Linked DNA regions of Zea mays: region 2 is linked to region 1. Evidence: chromatin contacts called from public Hi-C data. All regions are on one chromosome and are shown on one strand. The core of a region is the stretch at or near the end of the contact, and the rest is flanking DNA. Distances in the headings are between cores, read along the strand shown. Region 1 holds the start of LOC100278343. Region 2 holds the start of LOC100191375 (IM30 protein-like protein).

What was found. Hi-C and Micro-C count contacts between places; a contact is called where the count stands out from the background.
Region 2: a Hi-C map of ear shows a contact between it and region 1, with 2.1 times the contacts expected there. The contact joins the promoter of LOC100191375 here to the promoter of LOC100278343 in region 1. A contact is called at or near these places in 2 of 25 Hi-C or Micro-C datasets (ear and leaf).

The regions. Positions count from the first base shown.
Region 1 is chr3:172,427,078-172,431,143 of Zm-B73-REFERENCE-NAM-5.0, reverse strand. It overlaps LOC100278343, which reads left to right and starts at 1,997. Exons shown (of 5, transcript NR_158670.1): 1 at 1,997-2,421; 2 at 3,176-3,546.
Region 2 is chr3:172,974,668-172,978,733 of Zm-B73-REFERENCE-NAM-5.0, reverse strand. LOC100191375 (IM30 protein-like protein) reads left to right here and starts at 2,366. Exons shown (of 11, transcript NM_001136809.1): 1 at 2,366-2,597; 2 at 3,687-3,787; 3 at 3,878-3,988. The coding sequence starts at 2,495.

The DNA.
Region 1 (4,066 bases), core at 748-3,247:
TGCAAGTTTAAGTTTATAAATTTCAGGTTTCACCTATTCACCCCCCTCTAGGCGACTTCCAGGACTACATTTAGCAGATGCGGTTGCGCCCCTCGAGATGTCGGTCCTCAACGAAAGCCATGGACTCATGCCCAGCACATGACGACCATCGTAGGAAGGCTCTGACCCTAAACTGCATTAACACCACATAAACCCCTAAGCAATTCACAAGGATTACCCAGGGGCTCGGGGGAAGCATCTAGCAGATGCGCTTGCGCGTGTCTGGGATTTCGGTGCTCAACAAAAGTTTCCGCACAACTCTAAAGAGTTACATAAAGGCTCGAGGGATGTTGTCGGGTACCTGGAAACTAGGTACCCAAAGTAGGTCCATAAACTCTTAATGGCCCACTCGTCGACCGGCCTACTACCAAGCAACACAGTGAAGCGGAGTAGCCGACCAATCCTCCACTGGGCAACCCTGCGAGGCGGAACGAATGACCGGGCTCTTTGTCGAGCAAACCTGTGAGGCGGAGCGGATGATCAAGTCGCTGCCAAGCAACCCCGTGAGGCGGAACAACCGACCAAGTCCTGGCCGACCAACTCGACGAGGAGGAGGCAAAATCCCAGTACGACCGACGAACATCAACATAATAAGATGGTTCTCCACCAAACTACGTCTGGACCACAGGCACGACATACCGTAGGCGCACCAAGAGGTCACTATCGGCATGATTGCAGGCCCCCACATACGGTCCCAGACGTGTCCCCGCTGACTTGTGGGGCCACTCAACCCCGATTGTGGGGACCTCAGTGTCGGAGTCTCTGTAGTTACCCGCATATAGGAATAGATGGGACAATACACCATAACGGGTGTATGCCTACGCATACAGGAATGTGTCACAAGGCTCATGACGATAGACAAAGTTGCACCACGCACGACCCCAAAACACGTAGTAGAACTATCCCTGGTAGGGGTCACTACATCAGCATGAGACTTGCTATAGGGACCCGTATACCATGCATACGAAGTGTTACGCCATAACGGGAGTATGACTGAACACGACCCTACGGACGATGTCAGGAGAACTACGTCACTCAGAGGCAACATACCAGGCACCCTCCAGGAGAATACAAGTCCACACTGTAAGGTCCTACCCTTGAGTTATAAAAAGGCAGGGGCCCCTCCTTCTTCCCACACACCAACAGTTTTAACACGCTCCAAGGCAATACAACGATCAACACTAAACTAGACTAGGGCACAAACTTGGACCAGTATAAACCATTTGTCTCAAATTCCACATTCGAGTCCCAACGATTCATCATTCGGAGTGAGTCCGCGCTAGCATCTCCCACCCAACACAAACCTTGTTGTCCCCCGGTTTTCGAAACGATGACAAGAGGTGCTTCACGAATTGGAATTTTATACCTTCACGTGAAGTTGAGGATAAGGGCATGTACAATCCAATTAAACGAGGGATCTCTTAGGGGTTAAGTGAAAATAAAAAAATTAAGAGACAATCTTTTCATGAAGAGCGAGTCTCTATACGACTCTGTACATATTGTGTATTGGCAGTATTTAGGGGGTGTTTGGTTAGAGGGACTAAAGATTAGACTCTAGTTTTTTAGACCCATTTAGTCTTTTTTTTTTGCCAAACACTAGGTCTAAAATATGTACTAAAATGATTTAGTCTTTAGTCATTCACACATGTGCTAAAAGGGACTAAATCATATTAATTCCACATTTACCCTTCATTTAATTCAATTGTACTAATAGCAGAAAAATGTTAAAGGTCATTTTAGTCTTCTTATGAGTTATTTAGTATATTCTTACTAATTTTAGCCCCTAGAACCAAACATGTTAGGGACTAAATTTTAATCCTCTAACTAAACTTTAGTTTCTAGACTAAAGAAACCAAACATTATTATGTAAAAGATTAGAATTGTATGATACGATGGTTAGACCTTAGTGGAAAACCGTTCCCATAGCTCAGTGTTGTGCACCTTTGCCACTGGTTCATTTTTTTTCTCCGCTCGAAGCCCTCCTATCTCGATCGATTTTCTCTCTGCTCTGACGGCTCTTGGGAAACCCTAGCCGTCGGGCGCCCTGGGCAAGCCCACCGGAGGACGCCGGAGCCGAAGGGGAGTCGCAAACGCAGAGATCCGGCTACAACGTGGCTTTCCCGACCGGTTGTGGCGGCGATTTCGCATCACATAGATCCGCTCGTGGCCTTCCCTTCTGCGCGGTCGGTGGATCCTCTGGAGCTCCGCTGGCGCCCCGAGCAGGGCTCTCTCGGCGTGGAGGGCGGAGGCAAGGGACGGGTGTGGCAGCGGCTTCGGCCAGCCCACGGCTCCCAGCCCCTGGCGGGCAGCACTCAGTCCCTGGCGGCGAGCTCGTATTCCCAGACCTTGCCTCCACTTTCTGGTGGTTCTAGCAGCAATTCGGTTAGTATTTTAGGAGTCTACAACCAGCCCATAGATTTTGTGTGCGCATATACAAACACTTTGCATATTGTTCCTTTGTATACGTGAATTCCTTCGTACATGTACAACCCTGTATGTGTATGCATCAGATATGAATTTTGTCTGAATTTACAGGGACACTGGTGGATATTTTAGAACAAACACTCGCCTTTTGAAATCAAAGATGCTTGTCATATTTATGTATAAATACCGCCAACTATGAATATACTATTAAAATTACCTCTAAAAATGTCGGTGCAATATCATCTATTTTTTTTAAATTAAGACTGATGAGAACATTGTGAAGAAAACAAGCTCATATGGTGAATACTTCGATCAAGGGTACAAATGACTTTTTTAACTAAATCTTCAAGTTTGTGAAGCTTTACCGTGAAGTTGGTCTATGGTGAAGTTGGTGAAGCTGAGCTTCAAATTTGTGAAGCTGATCTATGTTTTGTGAAGCTGATTTATAGCTCAGCTTCACCAACTTCACCATAGATCAAGAGTTAGTCTGCAAGCCAAACACTTTAAAAACCTCAGCAACTTCACCGTGAAGCTGATCTATGGTGAAGTTGGTGAAGCTGAGCTCTCCCAAATAGGCCCTATAACTGCATACATGCCTACTAACTTTTGTTTTCCAATAGTCACATGCCCTTTACTGTGGTGCCCCCTGTATTTCGAGTTCAGCCTGGTTCATTACGTAGCATGTGTGATTCTTTGCTTGTTTTCGCTCCAGATTTCTGGTGAGAAATTTCACTCCGAAGATGGTTCAACTCTTTTTGCAAGTGCCGGCAGAATGCGGCAGTGTTAATACAGTTGTCGTGGAAGGGAGGAGATCTCTTTTTCACAATGTTGAGTCCATAATCAAGTCATTGACAAAATCAGCAGGCAGGTATGAAGCTCGGCTGTGGCTCTGTGCCACTGTCTCGTTGGTCCATTCGCTCAGTGACTGTGGCCAGAGGGACCTGTTTCTTGATCTCTTAGAGAGGAAGAATTCCAGGCGTGATGTCGCTGCTCGCTTGCTGCGTATGATTTTCGATAAGAAACCCAGAATGGTTGGGTCTATTCTAGCAAGAAAAGGCCATATACTGGAGGATTTCTTCCGAGGTAATTTTCCTAAGAGCTAAAAACTGATTGTATTTTTATCTGTTACTTAAATACATCTTGTTTTGCTTTACTTATACGCCCAAATAATTGCTTATTTGAAACATGTTTGCAAAAAAACCTGTATAAAATAGGCTCCTAACTCAATAGTCTCAATTTGAACTTGTGCTGTCTGTAAGGACTATTATGTTGTAAATGGCATACCACATATAGCCTATCTCAGTGTCTATGTCATGGTAATTTGCTAACATAGTATTATGGAAATGAGTGACACATGCTGTGTACAAGAAGGAAACTGAAATGGTGTTTCAGTGACAACTACATCATATCTGTCTCTTGGCCTATTTTTAAGTGTATCTAGGTATGGCCTACATCTCTGAGTATGGTGTAGGCGTGTAGTGCTGGAGCTTGGCATGAAACTTCTTGTCATTATTTACAGATGCCTATCAGCCTATGTTATGCCTGCTTACTTAAGTCTCCAGCAAAATCAGTAATGTCCCGTTTGGATCCTTGGAATTGAATT
Region 2 (4,066 bases), core at 1,117-3,616, 550 kb before region 1:
CCTGACAGGCGCGCCGCCTGCAAGGTTACCCTGACGCCGTCTGCTAGTGGAGTGGACAGAACGCATTAAATGCTGAGAGGGCACATCGTCTGTCAGCATGGTGGCAGGCGGCGCATCCTTTCTGTATTAAATACAGAGACTGTGCGGCTTTAGGGGCCTTACGTTATTAAATACAGAGACTGTGCGGCTTTAGGGGCCTTACGTCAGGCTCCACCCGTTGGCTTATGTCACGGGTCACAAGCCACGCGGCAGTCGCGGGTCTCCGCCTAAGCGGGGAGGGCAAGGCCTAGACACGTGCCAGCGCCGGACCCTTACTCATGTCAGGGTTCCCCCCATCCTGGGTCCTTGTTGTGGTCCGAACCTTACTCGGGGGGACCTGGGGCCCAACGGAGGGACCCGACATACCTTTCTGGGAGCCCCGGACTGTAATCAAAGGCTCGGGCTGTGCGTACAGGGGTCCGGTGTTCCTCCGCGGGGGTCCAGACCCGATAATGCACCCTAGGGTGTATTATCTTTCCTTGCCATGTGGTACCCCTGATCCTGCCCATGTGGTGGGGTCGGGGTGCCTTTCTCCGCGCGGCATCTTTATACAGTAGTAGAGGGTACCCCTGATTGAGGGTACTGACAAATATTATGAGTTACATATACTATAACTAAAACGGAGCTAGGCACTAAATATTAAAAATCCTTGAACGAAATCTAACAATAATTATGTATTAAGTTATTAACACAAACATGAATGAAATCTGAAAACCTAAACATTAAAAATCCAAATATAGGCACTAAATATCTATAACAGAGCTAAATCTTGGTACCATAACCAGTTTACCGGTGGTAAAACATGATTTACCTCTCCCCATAGGCGTATTACCGCCGGTTTTGCGATGGAAACCATCAGCGAGGGGATTTGTGACGACGACGGGGGGCAGCGACGAAGTGGGCGGTAAACCGCTCCTGGCCGGCGGTTTACCGTGCTTAGCCGCCGGTAAAAGGCGCGGAGGCGGCAGTTTTTGCATGTGCGACGACGACGGGTCTGTGGGCTCTCAGGTAAGTGAATGGGGAAAGTGAGGGGAGCTAGGGAGGACCCGGAGGAGAGGGATGTTTAGATTTTTTTTGTTAACGGGTTAGCAGTTCCATACATTTTTCTATTTTTTGTTGGCTAAACTGATTTAAGTTTAAATATTTTATATATCAAATTACTCAGTAAAACATATAGTTTTTATAAAAAATTTCAAAATTTTTAAATTTAGACTGAATTCAAAAAAACGCTGGTAAAGCGTTACCACCCCTGACAGTTTCGGTAAATCGAGCGGTTTACAGTCGGTTTTCGACGGTTTTGCAATCCTTGCTCAATACTCACCATCACCATTCATTCATCAGTCGGCAGGGGCCTCCCATCCACCAGTCTACCACTATGGTGGCGTTTGATTCACATATTGGTAACGTAATTGGTAACCAATAACGTTAAATCATGTTTGTTTAAGTCCAATCGTAATCGATACCACACTACAAATGAATATCGCTTTATTCAAATTTGTTACCGTAGGTTCTCCAGTGTAAATCGTTATTATTATCATTTACGTTACATTTTGCGAACCAAACGGCACCTATGTAGGAGTAATTTACCGAGGTAAACCAGTCCTTGGAAAGGGATAATTCCGTTTGTGCCTTTTGAAATAATTCAAAATACGAAATTATGGCAGAAAAACTGAAATCTGCGGAACAGGAATTGGGAACCAGTTGGGCCGCAGCTTCAGTTTCCCTAACACACAAAAAAACTAGTCTTCTAAGTTTACCTATAATAACAAAAAAAAACATTTATACATTTATTAGGCTTCCCTCTAGTAGGATGAAAGTGGTAATCCGAACTGTTAAGACAAATTTAATATTTTAAAATAGATATGTATAAAATTTGATATTGATATTTTCTTATGTTATCAAGCACATTAGTATAAATATGAATAAAATATTACATACATTGTTTTATGTATTATTTGCTCCCTACAACATAAAAAGTTGAAAAAATTAACGAATTTATTTTCGAATCCATACTGAAGTTTATATCTATTATTTGAGAAAATATAGGATGAATTTGAGGTTTACCTTTTATGAATCTTAACAAGCTGGATGTTAAAAATAAGAATACAAATTTATATTTTATATTTTATATCATATTTATTCGTAATCAAACAAAAACAACTAAAAAACTGACTACCGAATAAATACCGTTTTCGACCGTTTTTATCTCTCTGCAAGACAAAAACCAGTATTTGGGCCTGAGTTTCCGCTGTTCCGTCGCTACGGCCCAAGAGACGCGCAATGGGAATCCGACTCGAGATCGCTTTCCATTCCCATCGCTTCTCATCTCTTCTCCACACGAACTCGCCCTCTCGACTCTCGAGAGATAGAGCGAGGCACCAAGAAGGGAAAAAAAAAGAGGGACAGGAAAAAAAATCATTCTCGTTTCGCTCTCCGCTAGACCCCGCCCGAATCAATGGAGATTAGGGCTCCGCCGACGAGCCTGAGGCTCGCGCCGCCGCCCGCCGCCGCCAGCTTCCGCCGAACCCCGCTTAGGACCTCCTTCCTTCGCGGCAGCGGTGCGTGCTTCGATTTCGTGTCCCACTCACTTCTTCGTATCCTTTCTGTCTTGTGTTGAGATTGGTACATGGTACTTGAGGCTTTTGTGTGGAGAATCTGTCTGGGCGCTTAACGCCCTCAGGACCTCCTCACCGCATGCTAATCTAGCGGAACATTTGTTGTCTGGGATGCTCAGTGCTGCTGCTGCGATTGTTGAACCAGGATCAACATTGGCGACAGTTGGGCTGTGGGGGTCGGTGCCTTAGTTGTCACACATGATTTTACTAATATGCTGTTATGATGAACTATTATGTGCAATATTAGGGTGTGTTTGTTTTTCCCCTAGATTATATAAGTTGGATTATGTTGGAAGGATAGTAGGGTAAATATCACTTTGGGACTACAGATAAACTGAAATAAGCTAACATTGGGTAGCTTATTTCACCTTATTTGTAATCTCAAAGTCATATTTACCATCCTACCCTTCCACCATAATCTAACTTACGTAATCTAGGAGGGAAACAAACAGTGCCTTAGTCTGTAATGCCACCTGTTTACCATCATGGGCAAATATGACCCTAAACTTGGTCGAATTTGTTGTTGTACCGTATTTTTTATGTTTTTGTATATAAGTTAATAGATTTCTGACTAACTAAATTAGTCCCTTGCGACTTGTAATAAGTGAACCTGTGTTTTTGAGATTTACCCTGTAAAGTGGAAGCATCTTTTGCTTAGCTGAGGGTATTGGAGAACGCTGGTTCTCACTGCACTTCATGGTTGTCAACACCAGCATAGGATCCTTTTTTTTCTCTCCGGAACCGGAACATTTTTATCGTTTGCAATACATTTCTAATGAAACCATTGCTCTTGCTTTGATTTTATGTTGTCACACTAAGCTGAGTTGCATACATGATGACTATGCTTCTACAGAATGTTTATGTTTGATTTTGCTCATGTTGGCCTGCATTTGTAGTGCACAAGCTCATACTATTGAACAAAACTATTATGTTTCGGTCTAGAGCTTTACAAAGTGCAGAATGTAATGTTATCGACATGGTTTATAAATCTGTGTTAGTGACTGCTAGTTTACCCTTCCTTGCACTCTACAGTGTCACTTAAAGTTGTGCAAGTACGGCAGTCAAATGTCAACAGATTTAAGTGCAATAGCATACGAAGTAACCTCTTTGATAGGCTAACAAGGGTTGTCAGGGTGAGTGGTATTTTTTACCCTTCATTATGTTATTTGCAGTAACAAGTTCTTCATATGTAATTTAAAGTTCTGGGCCGTCGGTTTGTCTAGTCCTACGCAAATGCAGTTCTAAGTTCGTTTGAAGACCCTGAGAAGATTCTAGACCAGGCAGTTCTGGAGATGAATGATGACTTGACAAAGATGCGGCAGGCCACTGCACAGGTTTGTTGTGATTGCATTCAGTATAATTGATAGTGCATTTTATTTTTTTCCAATAGTGCCATAATGCTGTCTTTTCCA